3 separate regions of the Zea mays genome follow, and all the other regions are linked to region 1. The links are chromatin contacts, called in public Hi-C maps. All regions are on one chromosome and are shown on one strand. The core of a region is the stretch at or near the end of the contact, and the rest is flanking DNA. Distances in the headings are between cores, read along the strand shown.

What was found. Hi-C and Micro-C count contacts between places; a contact is called where the count stands out from the background.
Region 2: a Hi-C map of endosperm shows a contact between it and region 1, with 1.7 times the contacts expected there. The contact joins the promoter of LOC100275515 here to the promoter of LOC100502201 in region 1. A contact is called at or near these places in 6 of 25 Hi-C or Micro-C datasets (bundle sheath, ear, endosperm and 3 more).
Region 3: a Hi-C map of ear shows a contact between it and region 1, with 3 times the contacts expected there. The contact joins the promoter of LOC100274600 here to the promoter of LOC100502201 in region 1. A contact is called at or near these places in 7 of 25 Hi-C or Micro-C datasets (ear, endosperm, leaf and 2 more).

What each region holds. Positions count from the first base shown.
Region 1 is chr5:61,317,300-61,322,315 of Zm-B73-REFERENCE-NAM-5.0, reverse strand. LOC100502201 (60S ribosomal protein L30-2) reads left to right here and starts at 2,780. Exons shown (of 5, transcript NM_001196678.1): 1 at 2,780-2,861; 2 at 3,073-3,178; 3 at 4,724-4,825. The coding sequence starts at 2,841. LOC111589380 (small nucleolar RNA Z103) reads left to right here and starts at 3,943; the gene lies at 3,943-4,038. LOC111589381 (small nucleolar RNA Z103) reads left to right here and starts at 3,760; the gene lies at 3,760-3,855.
Region 2 is chr5:61,661,145-61,666,160 of Zm-B73-REFERENCE-NAM-5.0, reverse strand. It overlaps LOC100275515, which reads right to left and starts at 2,302. Exons shown (of 1, transcript NM_001367378.1): 1 at 753-2,302. The coding sequence starts at 2,160. The coding sequence ends at 913.
Region 3 is chr5:61,583,090-61,588,105 of Zm-B73-REFERENCE-NAM-5.0, reverse strand. It overlaps LOC100274600, which reads right to left and starts at 3,066. Exons shown (of 5, transcript NM_001148952.1): 1 at 2,654-3,066; 2 at 2,345-2,529; 3 at 2,000-2,240; 4 at 963-1,099; 5 at 420-864. The coding sequence starts at 2,933. The coding sequence ends at 637. It also overlaps the pseudogene LOC103626440.

The DNA of each region.
Region 1 (5,016 bases), core at 1,531-4,030:
GTTGAGAGATGCCAGCCTTCCTGTCAATCTTTGAGCCCCCTTCTTTGTACTTGGTGGTTCCATTCGAAGTATAGCTTCGATTTTGCTTGGATTAGCCTCGATTCCCTTTGTTGAAACTAAGCAACTAAGAAATTTTCCCTTCTTTACTCCAAAGACACATTTTTCTGGATTCAGCTTTAAGCCAACCTGTCTAAAATTAACGAAAGTCTCCTGCAGATCAACAATGTGGTTATCTTGCTTCGTGCTTTTTACAATGATATCATCAACATAAGTTATCACATTCCTGCCTATCTGAGAATGTAGGACCTTCGCTGTCATTCTGCTGAAACTTCCTCCGGCATTCTTGAGCCCCTTAGGCATCCGAAGGTAACAATATGTTCCACTGGGGGTAATGAAGCTGGTTTTCGGTTCATCCTCCTTCTTCATCCAGATTTGGTGATAGCCTGAATAACAATCCAGCAGACTCATAAGCTCTGATGAAGCTGCTGCATCGACTAAGGAATCTATCCTTGGCAATGGAAACTCGTCCTTCGGACAGGCCTTATTGAGATCAGTAAAATCGATGCACATTCTCCATTTACCATTGGCCTTCTTTACCATAACAGTGTTAGCCAACCATTCTGGATATTTTACCTCTCTGATAACTCCAGCACTGAGGAGTCTTTTCACTTCGTTGCGAGCACCTTCGGCTTTGTCATCAGACATCTTCCGAAGCCTTTGCTTTCTTGGTCTGAAGGATGGATCAACATTGAGCGAGTGCTCAATAACATCCATGTTTACTCCGCAAAGATCATTAGCTGACCAAGCAAAAACATCTTTGTAGTTGAACAAAAACCTTATTAAGGTTTTCTCCTGCTCTTCGGACAGTTGAGATCCCAATAGCACTTTCTGCTCTGTTATGTCCTCACATAAGAGCATGGGCTTCGGCTGATCAGCCGAAGCAGCTTTTTCCCTTCTGAACTTGTATTGCTCACAAGCTTCAGCTCCATCTATGTTATGGATTGCTTTTGAGTCTGTCCAATTTCCTTCGGCCCTTCTGGCAGCTTCCTGACTTCCATGAATAGCAATGGGCCCTTGGTACGAAGGTATCTTCATGCAAAGATAGGCTGGATGAAGGATTGCTTCGAAGGCATTGAGAGTACCACGACCAATGATTGCATTGTAAGGGTATTCCATATCAACAATATCAAATACAACTTGTTCAGTCCTTGTGTTGTTAATGAATCCGAAGGTTATTGACATTGTGATTTTTCCAAGTGCTACGATCTGCCTTCCTCCGAAGCCACAAAGGGGATGTGTGGCATCATGAATTTTATCCTCGAGCTCTTGCATCTGTCTGAAGGCCTTAGCAAATATGATATCAGCTGCGCTGCTTGTATCAACCAAAACATTATGGACCAGGAATCCTTTGATCACATAAGAGATAACCATAGCATCATTGTGTGGGTAATCCTTGAGTTGGAGATCCTCTTGAGAGAAGGTAATTGGAATGTGAGACCATCTTGACTTGATGAAGGGTCCTTGCACCCCAACGTGCTATACCCTTCTCTGTGCTTCCTTCTTCTGCTTCTTGTTGGCTGGCTCTGAGCATGAACCGCCTGTTATCGGGAGTACCAGCTTCGGAGCCGAAGCAGCTCCAGCTTGATCGTTGAACGAAGCCATCAGCTCAAAAAAGTGGAAGTGAGTTCACCGGAGGTGGGCGCCAATGTTGGGGACTTGTTCTCAAATGCTATGAATTAAGAATAAGGCAACATAAAATGTTAAAATATCAGTGCCCTTCGTCCGCTGAAGCATTATTTCCCCAAGGATATACTTCGGACGAAGGTTATAATGGCAGAACTACGAAAGTTATACTTTCGTAATTGAACTCACAAAGATAATATAAAATAACGTAAGACATAAAGCATTAAAGACAAGTAAATTGAAAATAAATAACATCATTTATATACTATATAAATTTAAGATGTTCAAACGTAATATTTAGACACATTTATACCTCTTCCTTGACAAAGTATAATTTCCGAGTGATGCGATTGCAATTGCAGGAATGCGTGAACAGTAAAGGAATATTGTTCACTATTTATAGGCACAGGACACAGCCCGTGAGGAATTACAATCGTACCCCTCATAAAAGTTTACAACAATGACTCGGACTCTTGTGGACTAAAAGGTCATTCTATCTTTAAGTCGGTTTGTAATTCCGAAGCTTCACGAAATGACACCTTCGACATCACGTATGAGCAGCTTCAGCCGAAGTTGTTTCTTTCTGCAGGACCTTCGACGACAAAGCATGGTCCCAACAACGCTCGAGGCCATCGAGGTGACTGGCGAGAAAGAAGCTCTATGAGGTTATTTACATCAAGAACCTCATAGCACGAATATGGCCATTCATGGACCACATCGTCGTTCATGCTGATGATAATATATGAGTTATTCGTTTTTATGTAATCGTTATTCACAAACTTTTTTATCAAATAATTTACATACCATCACAACCCATGAGCATTGTAGTAGGGCATATTTACAACATGGTACGTAGTCTCACGTTTTTTTCTGCCACAAAAAATAGAAATAACTATTTTTGAAGTCAAAGAGATTTTTTTTTCTGGCCACAAAAATCAAAGTTCATACTCCGCGTCTGGGCGTCTGCCGTCTGGGCTCAAAGAACTCGTAAGCCCCATTCTATCCTATACAAAGCCCACATCAGTAACCCCTAGGGTTCCTTGTACTCTATAAATAACCAAACCCTAGCTCTCCAGCCTTCCGCCCCGCAGTCATCCCCGAGAAGAGCCGCCGCCGCGCAAAGCCGCTTCGACGCCGTCACTCATCGGGGCGCAACCATGGTGGCCGCAAAGAAGACGGTAACGATCACATCTGCTGCCCTCTCACATCTACCCCCGTATCTCGAGTTCTCGACTACAAGCCCACGTTTCTCCCACCTTTTCCGTCGATCTGCTGCCGTCTTCTGGGCGGCAACATGTCTTGCTGCTGCATTCCAAGTATTCATGTTTCCAGTCTTGCAATTTATGTTCTAAGCTCTGTTTTTCGTTTTTCGTTGTTGGTTTTGTGCAGAAGAAGTCCACGGACAACATCAACAACAAGCTTCAGCTTGTGATGAAGAGCGGCAAGTACACGCTCGGCTACAAGACTGTCCTCAGGACCCTCAGGAATTCTAAGTGTAAGGAAGCTCACACTTTATATTCTGTCTCATGCGTAAGGCTACTTAGCTCTTGATTAACGGGTTAGGTAGTCAAATCGGTGCATATGGATGTCTGCCTATGTTACAATACCGTAGATTGATCCCGTGGATGTTCAATCCGTGCCTATGGACGTGTTCATGTAGCTGTTTTTTTACTGCTCACAGTGGGAGTATTAGGATTATGCAGGGGAAAAATCAAGTGAAGTGAACATTTTTAGATGTCAAGATGGAAATACGACATTGAAAGAAGGAGAATAGGGCTCATGACCTCAGCCACTATGAACTTTGTGGCTGCATGGACGCCCACCGAAATATTCTCTGGACAACGTATTTTTATCTACGTCACTGAATGTTTGTTCACTCTATACTTAATGTTATCAGTGGAAGGTCAGATGATAGACAGTGAACATACTGGGCGCTATAATTTCTCATCTGAGAAAACCAAGCCATAATTTTAATCATCCGTTTATGATAAAATATTTCTGAATTCCATGTGGTGTTTTTTTGTTGCCTCTTTTTGTGCCTTTTCTGTTATCTTAACTGTGTTGCTGCACACTTATGAGGATATGATGACCCTTTCCCCAGATGATCGACAGTGAACATATTGAGTGCCATAATTTCTCTTTTGAGAAAACCAAGCCAGAATTCTGATCCTCCATTTTTGCATAAAATGTATTTCTGAATTTTATGTAGTGCTTATTTGTAGCCTCGTTTTGTGTTTTTTAACTATGTTGCACACTTATGAGGATATGATGACCCTTTCCCCAGATGATCGACAATGAACATACTGAGCGCTATAATTTCTCATCTGAGAAAACCAAGCCAGAATTCTGATCCTCTGTTTGTTTTGCTGTTTTGCTTTATTTGTTGTGTATCTTAATTTCTGAATTTATCTCAAGCCTGTACATAAAGTTTGTTGTCATTGCTTGCTCTTTTTAGGTTACTATTTATTTCAAACAGTTATTTTATGTGACTGACATTTGAGTTCTGCGTTGAAAACTGATTACCAATGGATGTATTTATATGGCCATTGTGTATGAGTCAACGCCATAATAATCCTCTCCCTGTTTTGTGCGTATATGGTACCTGTGCATGATATCACTGGTTGAGCATGAGTGGGGGATATCTTCTTTCAGATTTATATTTTGTTTGCTTTATAGTGTTTTTTGTGGATTATGTTATGTACAATTGTTTTGAGTATGTCCCATCTAGTATAGTATTTTAAACGTGTAACTTTATTTGTTTGTTGTGTTCTGGGAACACGGATACAATCTCACCCCCTCAGTGTCAAAATCCTTTTTAAGTATTGTACCACGTTCCCGTTTCTTGACCCCATCTATCCGGTAACTTGGTTACTAAGGTCTGACTCCTTTTCTTTGCCTAACTGTTCATTCGACATGATAATAACTTCTTTAAAATTAGATGTGAGTGCACAAAACTATAATTTCTGCCTTAGACTCTACACAATATCATTTGTTATATAGCATGCTTGTAATATGCCTAAATCAATGTATTGATTTTCAGCAAAGCTAGTGATCATTGCTAACAACTGTCCTCCGCTTCGGAAGTCTGAAATTGAGTACTATGCTATGCTGGCTAAGGTGACAGTCCACCACTTCCATGGAAGTAAGTTATCATCCCTTCTGTTTCTTCAATCGATGTTGCATTATCTAGGGAAATGTCAACTGTCAGTTGGCATGTTACCTTTTCTTTTAGCCCCTGATTTGTACTGTTCTGCAATGTCTAGCCAGTTGCAGAAAAGCACAAGAATGTCACCCATGCATGTTTAATGCATAAGATAATTATTAACTATAAAT
Region 2 (5,016 bases), core at 1,053-3,552, 340 kb before region 1:
GGATGCGGATGCCGTCCTCCATACACCCCACGACCGCCGTCGCAGTCGCGGTCGCCGTCGCTGGCCGGCCCCGCCCGCCTTTCCTGATTGAATGAGCCAAACCACGGAAAGCTGCCGCATTGATGGCCGGCCGGCCGGCCGTTCCCGCGCGCCTGCAACCGACGGGCGCCTACTTTTCAGCTCCACCAATGCTCGACCAGACCACCACACACGACCCCATCCCTGCCGGCGCCACGTACGACGTCCACGGCGCAAGGGGGCCTGCCGGTAGTAGACTAGACGTTGGGGCACCGTACGGGCTACGGCGGTCGGGTCGCGGCGACGGCGACCCACGCCTGGGCGCGCGCCCGCCTGTGTCTGGTGGCCGTGTGGACGAGACGACACCCTCAGGCTGCCATGTCTGACCGCCCGGAGAGGGAGGCGGCGACGTGCACCGCGCGTGGATGGCCGGCACCGGCACCGGCACGCCACATCCATATGCACGGTACAGGATCCCCGGGGAAGATCCGGTTCGCCGCCCGCCGCGAAAGAACCGACCGCGTCGCCAACCGTGCACATTCCTTTCGATTCCCTTGGTCTCTGGGTACATACAACGTCTGCTTCCGCGCTCGTGCCTCCAGCAGTCCTACGAATCTGCCGTGTCATGTCGTGCCAGGAAAGAGTCTAGAAAACACAGCAAGTGCCGTGTGTATACGGGGGGTATGGTATCTCGATTTCTCAATGGAATGGAATGGAATGATCCAGCACGCTAGTAGAATCAAACTCTCTGCAAGGAAGGAGATGCGAACGTCTGGAGGTGGAGTCGGATCATGAGCAGCAGGTGGCAGTGTGTGCGCCGTCTCTTGTACAGCACGTGTAGCGAATCCAACGAGCATGCAATCCGCCATTCCCAGACGACGTGGCGGGAACCTGCTAGTCCGCGCGCGCCATCCGGGGCAGCACGTGCAGCGCCACCACCCGCTTCCCCGGCGGCGCCGCCACCTCCCAGACGCGGGGCCGGAGCTCCGCGGCGGCGGGGGCACCCCACCGCCGTGGCCGTGAGGGCGCCACGTCGACCACGAGCACCTTGTCGCCACCCTGGGCCGCCACGCACACCCGGCCCCCGCCAGCCGCCATCTCGGCGGCGCCCTTGAGCCGCTCCGACTCCACTACCGTGCGCCACCGGTCCCCGGCCCAATCGTAGGCGCTCAGCGCCCCGCGCTCCTCGTCCACCACGAAGATAGTCGTCTCGTCCTCGTCGCCGCCAGCGGCCGCGGCCGCGGCCGGGCCCTTCCAGCCAGCGAGCATCCCGGGCGGCATGTCCTCCCACCGCGCGGCGCGCAGGTCGAAGACGGCGCCCTCCTTGGCGCCGCGGCCGCGGAGGCTGACCATGCACACCTTCCCCGCGGCGCAGACGGCCTCCGCGGCGTCGCGGCTGAACCGCGCGTCGCGCATGGGCGGGATCGGCTCCCACGCCGCGGCCGCGGCGGCGTCCGCGGCCGGGTCCCACGTGGCGCCGGACCGGGCGTCGCTGGCGTCGTAGCCCGCGCCGACTCCGCCCGCAACGAACACGCGACCGCGGGCCGCGCCCGCCGCGCACCACCGGCGCGGCGCGAACGGGAGGCGCGGGCCGAGCCGCCACGAGCGGGCGGCCGGGTCGAAGACCACGGGGCGGGGCAGCGCCGGGGCGAGCGCCCGCGTGGAGCCGGCCACGAGCACGAGCCTGCCCCCCGCGGCCACGGACTGGAGCGGGAGCCGGCGGGACAGGAAGGCCGGGTGCCACAGCCTGGGCGGCGGCGACGGCATCGGCGGCGCGGGAAGCTCGTCCCACCGCCCCGCCACGGCGTCGTAGGCCGCGAACGAGACGCCGCTGCCGGCGAAGGCGGCGGCGTCGTCGAGCACGGCGTAGAGCGCGAGGAACGGCGGGAACGAGGGCGAGTAGAGGAGGCGGCGCCAGGGGCGGCAGACGGCGTGCAGGAGGCGCGGCGGGAGCGGGGCGAGGCAGAGCTGGGCGAGGTGGTCCGGCAGGCCCGGGAGCAGGGGCTGCTCCTCCTGCTCCGGCTCCGCGTCCATGTGCGCCGGCGCCGCGGCCGTGCGGTGCCGCTTGTTGGGCTCAGCTGCTCCGGCGGCCGTGGCGGGGGCCTGCCAGTACGGGCGCTTGGCCGCGGCGGGTGCAGCCATGGTGGATGCGGCCGTACTAGTAGTAGGCGGGCCGGCGCGTCGTTGCTTGCGCTCGCACGGCGAACCCCTTGTAGTTCAGTAGTACTAGTATTATATGGCGGCGTGCGCGTGCATCATGTGGTGGCCGACGGCGATGTGGCGTGGTGGTGTGGTGGTGGTGCAGCCAGTTAATCTGGAAAGGTGCCGGTGCCGCCGCATGGCAGGGGCAGGGGAGGAGGACGGCTAGCAAGTGGCCGGTCTTGTTTTGGGCAGGCAGGCAGGCGGGCGCCGGCAGGTGTTGAACGGATCAGCAGCTGGCGATCCTCCTCCTCCTACCTACGCCTCTCGACACATTTGGTGGACCCTAGTTTCCTTTGGGCCACGCGGTCGGCAGCAGCATGCAAGTTGCACAGACAGGGCCATATCAGTCTTTCCGATGGCTTTGCCGACTTTACGAATTACGACCTCGCATACGTAGATTCTAACTCTAACCACCTTGGTTGTACACCACTCCTCACAATGAAGATTTCATGTTTCTGTTTTCAAAAATGCTATATTAGATTTATGGATGAATGAAATACCCTCTTTCAATAGAAAGTTTTATCTCACTATTTCATATATAAACATACTTCTTAAATGCTGCATATAAATAACCAATAGAATTTACTCAATTATATGAAGATGAAACAAAACACTCTCAGTAGAGGTTTCACACAGTTTCCAAGACATTGGAAACGGGTTAACATGGTTTCATCCCCATGAAACTCCATAAAACTCTTTCTTTTTAAATGATGTGACATGTCATCCAAATAGTTGATGTGGCAGGCTAATTAATATATGAAACACCTCATGAAACCTCCATTGTAAATAGACTAATCTGTGCAAACTATCTCGCTCGCGGTCTCGCCTCCAATGAATTTAGACAATTAAACGAATCCGTTAATTCAGTTAAATATTTTTTTCATGCCAGTAAACCGTACACACGACGAGTTTTTTTTAAGAATTTCTCGTTTTCATAATTATCTATATAAAGTCCTAAATACCCCTGAATTTAAGATTACAATAGTATGCCCAGGTAAAATCAAACCAGACATTTATCGTCTCTTCTATCCCTTAGGTTTATTTTTTTCTTTATTGTTGATCAGTCTTTACGGACGAGAAGCCTTACTTATGGTAAAGACAGTCTAATGGCTTCGCTTGACTTTTACATATAAATGGAGTATTGGTTAACGAGGCTACGTAGTCGTGAAGCTTCACGGGGAGCTACATTTGTTAGTCCATCCTCGTCAGTTTATCAATACTCATAACTATATTCAAACTAGACTCTATATGTTGTACAATTAAAAAAATAACTGAAATGCTTCCATCATATTTAAATAAATTAAATATTCTAATTCTAAATAAAACATGCATATAAATCAGATGAATGCCATATGAAATTATAACAGCAATGAACAATAGTAATTTTAATAAACGAAAACCTGAAATATAGCTACTCAGGTCTATTTATAAATTAAACATGGCTTGTAGATGAAGAAGGCAGATTAATCACATAAACATTATTGTTTATCTTTTTATATTGCTCTCAAAATAACGGATTGTTGTAATAAACAACCCTCCAATGCTAAATGGTGATCAGAGATCCTTGACTAACGTGACAGTCCTATCTTACCAAATCAGGGTTTTAGATCAGATATAATAAGCCTAATAATCAAGTATAAATACTAATAGTAAGGAGTTGTGTACTAAATAAAATAACAGAATTTAACACAGGTAAACAGCGTCAGCTAATAAAGATATAATTAGGCACAAATAAGTACTTGATGCTGAAATTAACAACACACTAAAACCCAGACTGTCACGTTATCTCACTACACCGCTATTATCATTGAGCAAACAAATCCACCTACAATAGTGCAATCACACCCAAGTATTTAATACTAGCAGATTGCACAAAATTAAACAGTAAATAGAGTAAAGCAAATGACAACTCACAACACGTAGATTGTCGACGTGGGAAGATTAACTCAGCGAACACGAAGTTCTGTCCCAGAAAACCAATTCCGCCACCCACGTCCGGGCATGCACAGCGGGAGGTTGATGGAGATACTAGAGCCGCTGCTGATGCCGTGGGAGACATCCACAGCACCAGCCCGAGAAGACGAACACCGCGCAGCAGGGAGCCCAGGCACCAGGCCATGGTGGACAGAGATCAGAACAGACAGAGCACCACACAGGCGCACTATTAAATCAACGGAGCACAGGAGAACCTCTCTGCACAAGAACAACACCACCTCTACCAGCTTCCAATCACCACCAGCGATTAACCATAGGAACACTAGGGACCTAATGGATCGAGGAGAATGGAACAACAAGCAGCAGAGAGGAGCAGAGAACCTTTGAAAAGCCGGAGGAGCGCTCGCCCATCTTAAGCAGACGGCCGCGCCAGGCAGTTGCGCAGGATTCGGCAGAGCAGCGAACGAATCGCTTCGCTGTTCAGCGCCGCCGCCAGGCAACTTCCTGCGTCCCTCCTGCGCATGAGCTACTGCTCTGCTTCTCCGCTCCTCAAAGAGCCCTAGCCAACTGCCAGCCGGTGGGCTGCTCGGTCAGCTGGGCCTTGAAGCGGCCCACCCGACTGGCCCCTCCTCTTATTTTTTTAAGTGAAAACTCAAAATGAAAGTAATCCCCACTATTTTCACTTTTATTTTCTGATCAATGTCATTGAGCTCCCATACTGTTTATATACTACTTTTCGGCAGAGGTACTTGTTAGGTTTGAACGAAAGCCTATCCCAGTGTACTCCAACCCTGCACGAGTAAGCGGAGGACTACGCCTTGATCCACAAACCCTAGTGTGAGAATCTTCACACAAAAGGCA
Region 3 (5,016 bases), core at 1,817-4,316, 270 kb before region 1:
AAAAGGCACCTTTTGGCCTTTCCGACCTCCCGGGAGCCGCGACCGGGTGCCCCGCGGCGGCAGACGCTCCTCACATCCATCCATCGTGTTGCGATCGTGCTTGTGTTGCGCCATTATCTTTTTGGCAGGCTGGGCCGCTGGTCGTGTCACTTCTTCACCACCGCCTCCGGCAAGTACTACAGCCCGGCTCATTGGATGCAGAGAGACAGAGAGAGATTTCCATGGGCTGTTGTTCTGTCTAGCGAGGCCCACGAAACGGACTTATAAACGCGTGTGCCGGGTCTGTCCGACCAAGAACGACGCTGTCCCTAGGCAAGGCAGCAGCTGCCAAGAAACACAGCGCCCAGGCCGGGCTCCAAAGAGCCACAGCAACACAGCCACCTAGTAGTAGGATCCATCGAGGCTCGGCCCCACGAGTTGACAACTCACATGCATACACAAATGTTTGCTTCAGCCTCGCGTCATTACACAACCCAGTCCAGGTTTTGTTACAAGTCACAATGGAACTGTGGCCTCAAGTTAAGTTACAAGCATACAAGTAACCGTGCGAAAAGGAAAACAGCAGCAGGGACACACGCCTCTAGTCGACTGGTTAGCTTGAAAAACGGTCGAAGATAGCTGCCGTGTAAGGTTTTATTAGTCCGGCAGCGCAGTACCTCTTTCGAGGTTGTTCTTGATCTCGAGCGTGTACTTGCCGAAGGCACGCTCAACCTTCTTGTTGAAGTGCTCGTTCCGGTCATTGATGGAGTCAATGTCCTTGTCTTCGTTGAACTTGCGCCTCCTGCTGAACGATTTCCGCTTCTCTTCCCGCTCCCTGAGTTCCTTTACCATCTTGTCGATGTTTTCTTCTGGGACATTGGACACCTGTGCAAGGCAAAGCACAGAGCAGTCAGTGTCGAAGGCTCGTTTCCACAAAGGCATTCAAGGATTCGTAGATGTGGTGCGATGGCAGGCACCAGTACCTTCCCATACTGGAGACTTGAGGCGTCGCGGTAGAATTCAGGATCAGCTTCTTTGGCTTTATTGTAAGACTCCATGTCAACTTCTATGTTCTTGGTCCTCTTCTTGTATGCGTCATACAAGGTCTTTTGATTGAAAACTGAAAGCATAAGTGCAATTTCTCAGATGCAATGCAACTCAAAGACCAAAATAAAAAGGTGCATTTGGACTTCAAAATGTATGTATGGTATGTTGTGCACATAAAAATAATGGAACAGTGTTTAATCATAACATCTGAATTGAAAAGAATAGAAGACATTCCTATAATAACGATTCTCTATAATAACACTGTTGCTGCTAGTATTGAATACATACTCCCTCGGTCCCAAAATAGTAGTTGTTTTAGCTCTTGGTTTTTATGTCTATATTCAAAGAATCTAGACACATATACAAATCATATACATCAAGTGTTGTATGAACTCACTAATTTGCTAAAACGAATTTTATTTTAGGACAGAGGGAGTATTATTATGTAGCAAGATATGTTTGCAATCTATACATAGTTACACACCATGACACCAGCAACATAATAGCAAACATTTTACCTATTGTATGTATATTTATACATGACACAGAGATATCTCGCCATACATTCCAAACTTAGCTTACTTCTCTGGTTTATACCATACAAATGCAGGATGGACTGAGATAGTTATTCAATATAATTTTTGCCAAGAAGGTACCGTACTACTATCCTAACCCCATAATAATAATAAACTTATGTTCCACAGGATTTACTTCTTTCTCTTTGGACATGTTCTTATAACATGAATAACAGAAGGTAACATAACACTTAGTCTGATGTTGTCACAAGCCAAGTAACCAATCATGAATAACAATGCACCGTGAATACTAATGTGAATGGAGCAGAAACTCATCAAGAACTATACAACTAGCAACAGAGAAGCCATGCAGTAAACATCACCAATCTATGTGTTTTGAAAACATTGTTCTCTACCAATCAGACACCTGTGGGCGTTAGAAGATTGAGCTCACTCACCATCCCACCCATATGGAGCAGGTTCCTTCTCCCACTTCTTGTACTTGGCTTCTGCAGTCTCCTGCGTGTCGAGCATGTACGCCATTTTCATATCAAGCCCATTCGAGTCCAGCAGCTTCCCAATCTTCTTCTTCCTGTCGTCTAACCACTTCTGCTTAGAAACACCTCGGCTCTCGCCACGAGGCTCCATCCTTTTCTTCTCGGCAACCATCGCCTGCTGGTTCGCTTTCCGTGCTTCATTCTGCGGAACGTTAGACAACAACAAAATGGATGAATGAATTGATATACCAAACAGCGTGGCAATAGCCCGGATGCAGTGGTAGGTAAATCAGCCGCTCGTCGTACCATCTTAAGCCGCAGCTCGAACAACTTCTTCTGCTTCTCCGTCATCTGCGGGTAGCCGTCATCCGGACCTGCGCCCTCCTGTTCGTCGGAATCGTTATCTATAGGCCGATGCTGCTCCACGGCATCAGACATGCCGGCGGCGGCAAACACATCAGCTGGTGGCTGTCGCTCCTCACGCTCCAGCCCTAATAACAAGAAGTCAACCGAGTACCAGGTAAGCGGACAGCAACGCTCGGATTTTGAAGCAATAATAAACAGATAGAAGGGCTTCACGACGATTCGAATTAACGGGGAAGGAATCACCCGCACCGCAGGCAGGGGATTTAGCGTCGGCGATGCGCTTGAAGCAGTAGTCGGAGCACTCGTGGTAAGGGTTGGAGGCATTGATGCAGTCCGGGTGGACGGTGCGCTGCTCGGGCGGGCGCTTCCACGAGTCAGGGAGCTCGTCGTCGAGGCGCTGCCTGGCCTCGGCGATCTTGCGGAGGCAGTAGTCGGAGCACTCGTGGTACGGGTTGGACGAGTTGATACACTCCGACCGCGATTTACTCCCCTCCGCCGCCGGCCCCGCCGCCACGCCCTCCTTCCCCATCGACGAGCCCGGATCTGGACGGGACGGCGGAACCCTAGGATAGCTTTGGATCGATTCCGTCTGAGATATTGGCTGGGATCGGGAAGCGATTGGAGAAGGGGAGACGACAGGAAGGAGACGGGCAGGGCGGCGGCGACTGCGTGCGAGCCCGTGGCCGTGGATACTGGGAGAGGATGAAAGTGGCGCGGGCCTGCGCGCCCAGGCGGCCCGCTCTGCAAAATAGGCAAAGGAAAACGGCGTTGGTGGGCTCAAGTGGCATCCAACCAATACTGTAGCCTATGTTTGGATTTTTTGGATATCTAGTATTCACTTATATCTCAATATATTAGATTGGTTAGAGCATCTCCAAGAGACTAGCTAAATGGCTCAGCAAGCCAAATTTTAGCTATTCAACAACAAAATAACTCTCCAACAGACTAGTTATCTAACTCGTCAAGCTATCCGACTCTCCAAATTGGCTCCCTCACTAGCCAAATTTAGCTAGCCACCTGACTAATCAAACTAGATAGATAATCTGTTGGAATGGAGATGCTACATATAGAGTATATTTTTTATGAAAAGGTAAATATAGAGTTAAATAGAGAGTCAAAAATGAAGATTCTTTTGGAGATGCTCTTAAGAGCATCTTCAAGAGACTAGCTAAATGACTCGCCAAGCTAAATTTTAGCTACTCAATAGTAAATTAAATCTCCAACAGACTAGCTATCTGACTCGCAAGCTATCTGACTCTGTAAATTGGCTCTCTCACTAGCTAATTTTGGCTAGCCACCTGACTAGCCAAACTAGATAGATAGTCTGTTGGACTGAGATGTTATATATAAAGTGTAATCTTTATAAAAACGTAAATAGATAGTCAAATAGAGAGTAAAAAATGAAGAGTCTCTTGAAGATGCTCTAATATCACAGTACAAGAGTAGAGGGCATTTAATCTTGTTAATAGATGCTAATAGATCGTGTTAAAATAAAACATGTCTACTAGCTAAGACTTCAAACATACCTAACTAATTGGTAGTATTAGCTAATTATTTAATGCATAATTGTTAGCCCAGTGGCAACATTAGCCGTGAGAATGGCCTGAGTCACATCTCACCACATCCGCGACCGCCCGACCGCGACGCTGAAGGGGAACGCCTCGCCGCCACCGGCGACAGCTGGCGCGAGAGGCTCCGTCGACGGACCTGCTACTCGCTTCCTTCATCGCCACCTCGGATGGCAGGCCCCGTTGAAGCACACACACTGGCTGCCTCAGCACCACCTCCGACGCCAAACCCTAACCTGGACTGGCGGGTTCGACACCCACCCAGGCACCATCGCCTACCCTAAGGTACTCTCCGTCCAATCCCCGTCCACCTTCTGTGAATCAAGTTAGACATGACAAATCAATCAAGCACGTTGATATCGAGCTTTTTGATTCTGCGTGAGCTCCATGCATTTCCTATTTTTTTTCCATCAATCGTCGTGTAGGTGATGGATCAGCACTCCTGTTGCTTAAGTTTCGCTGACAAGGTCATTAATGCATCCAGCGGTGTTTTATTATATTGATTGTGATGACCGATGGCGACGGCTTGGCCTGTGTCAGTCATTCCCAATTCGCCGGTTTGCCCCTACATTTGTTGTGTAGTGTCATTCTCTCAGGCGTACCTTCTAGATGGTTGACCTCACGTTACTGCCTTCCTCCCACCACCCCACCCTCCCTAGTTCTTATTTTTTCTTGGAAAATGGGATTTAGAAAATAAGATGTTGCTTCATTTACTTACATTCCTTGGTATTGGTAGGTCTTTCATCTGGATGCAGGGAGGAGGGAGCTCTGCAGCAAAGGAAGTCTGTAGTCACCATGGTCCATTTCAAGAACAGGTACATGGTGGTGGAGGTCTTTGTAGATGCAGGCAGAGGTGATACAGAACAATACTGTCGCACTGCCTTCTTACTTTGATTTGGTGCACTTATGAAACCTTCCAGAAACACACCTTATTTATCCATGTAGTTCTGTCTGTTATGTCCCTGATTAAAGTATTGCTGCATGTCAATTTGGACGTACGGTCAGCCTCATTATTATATAACGTGGCACTTTTGCCACACTGCA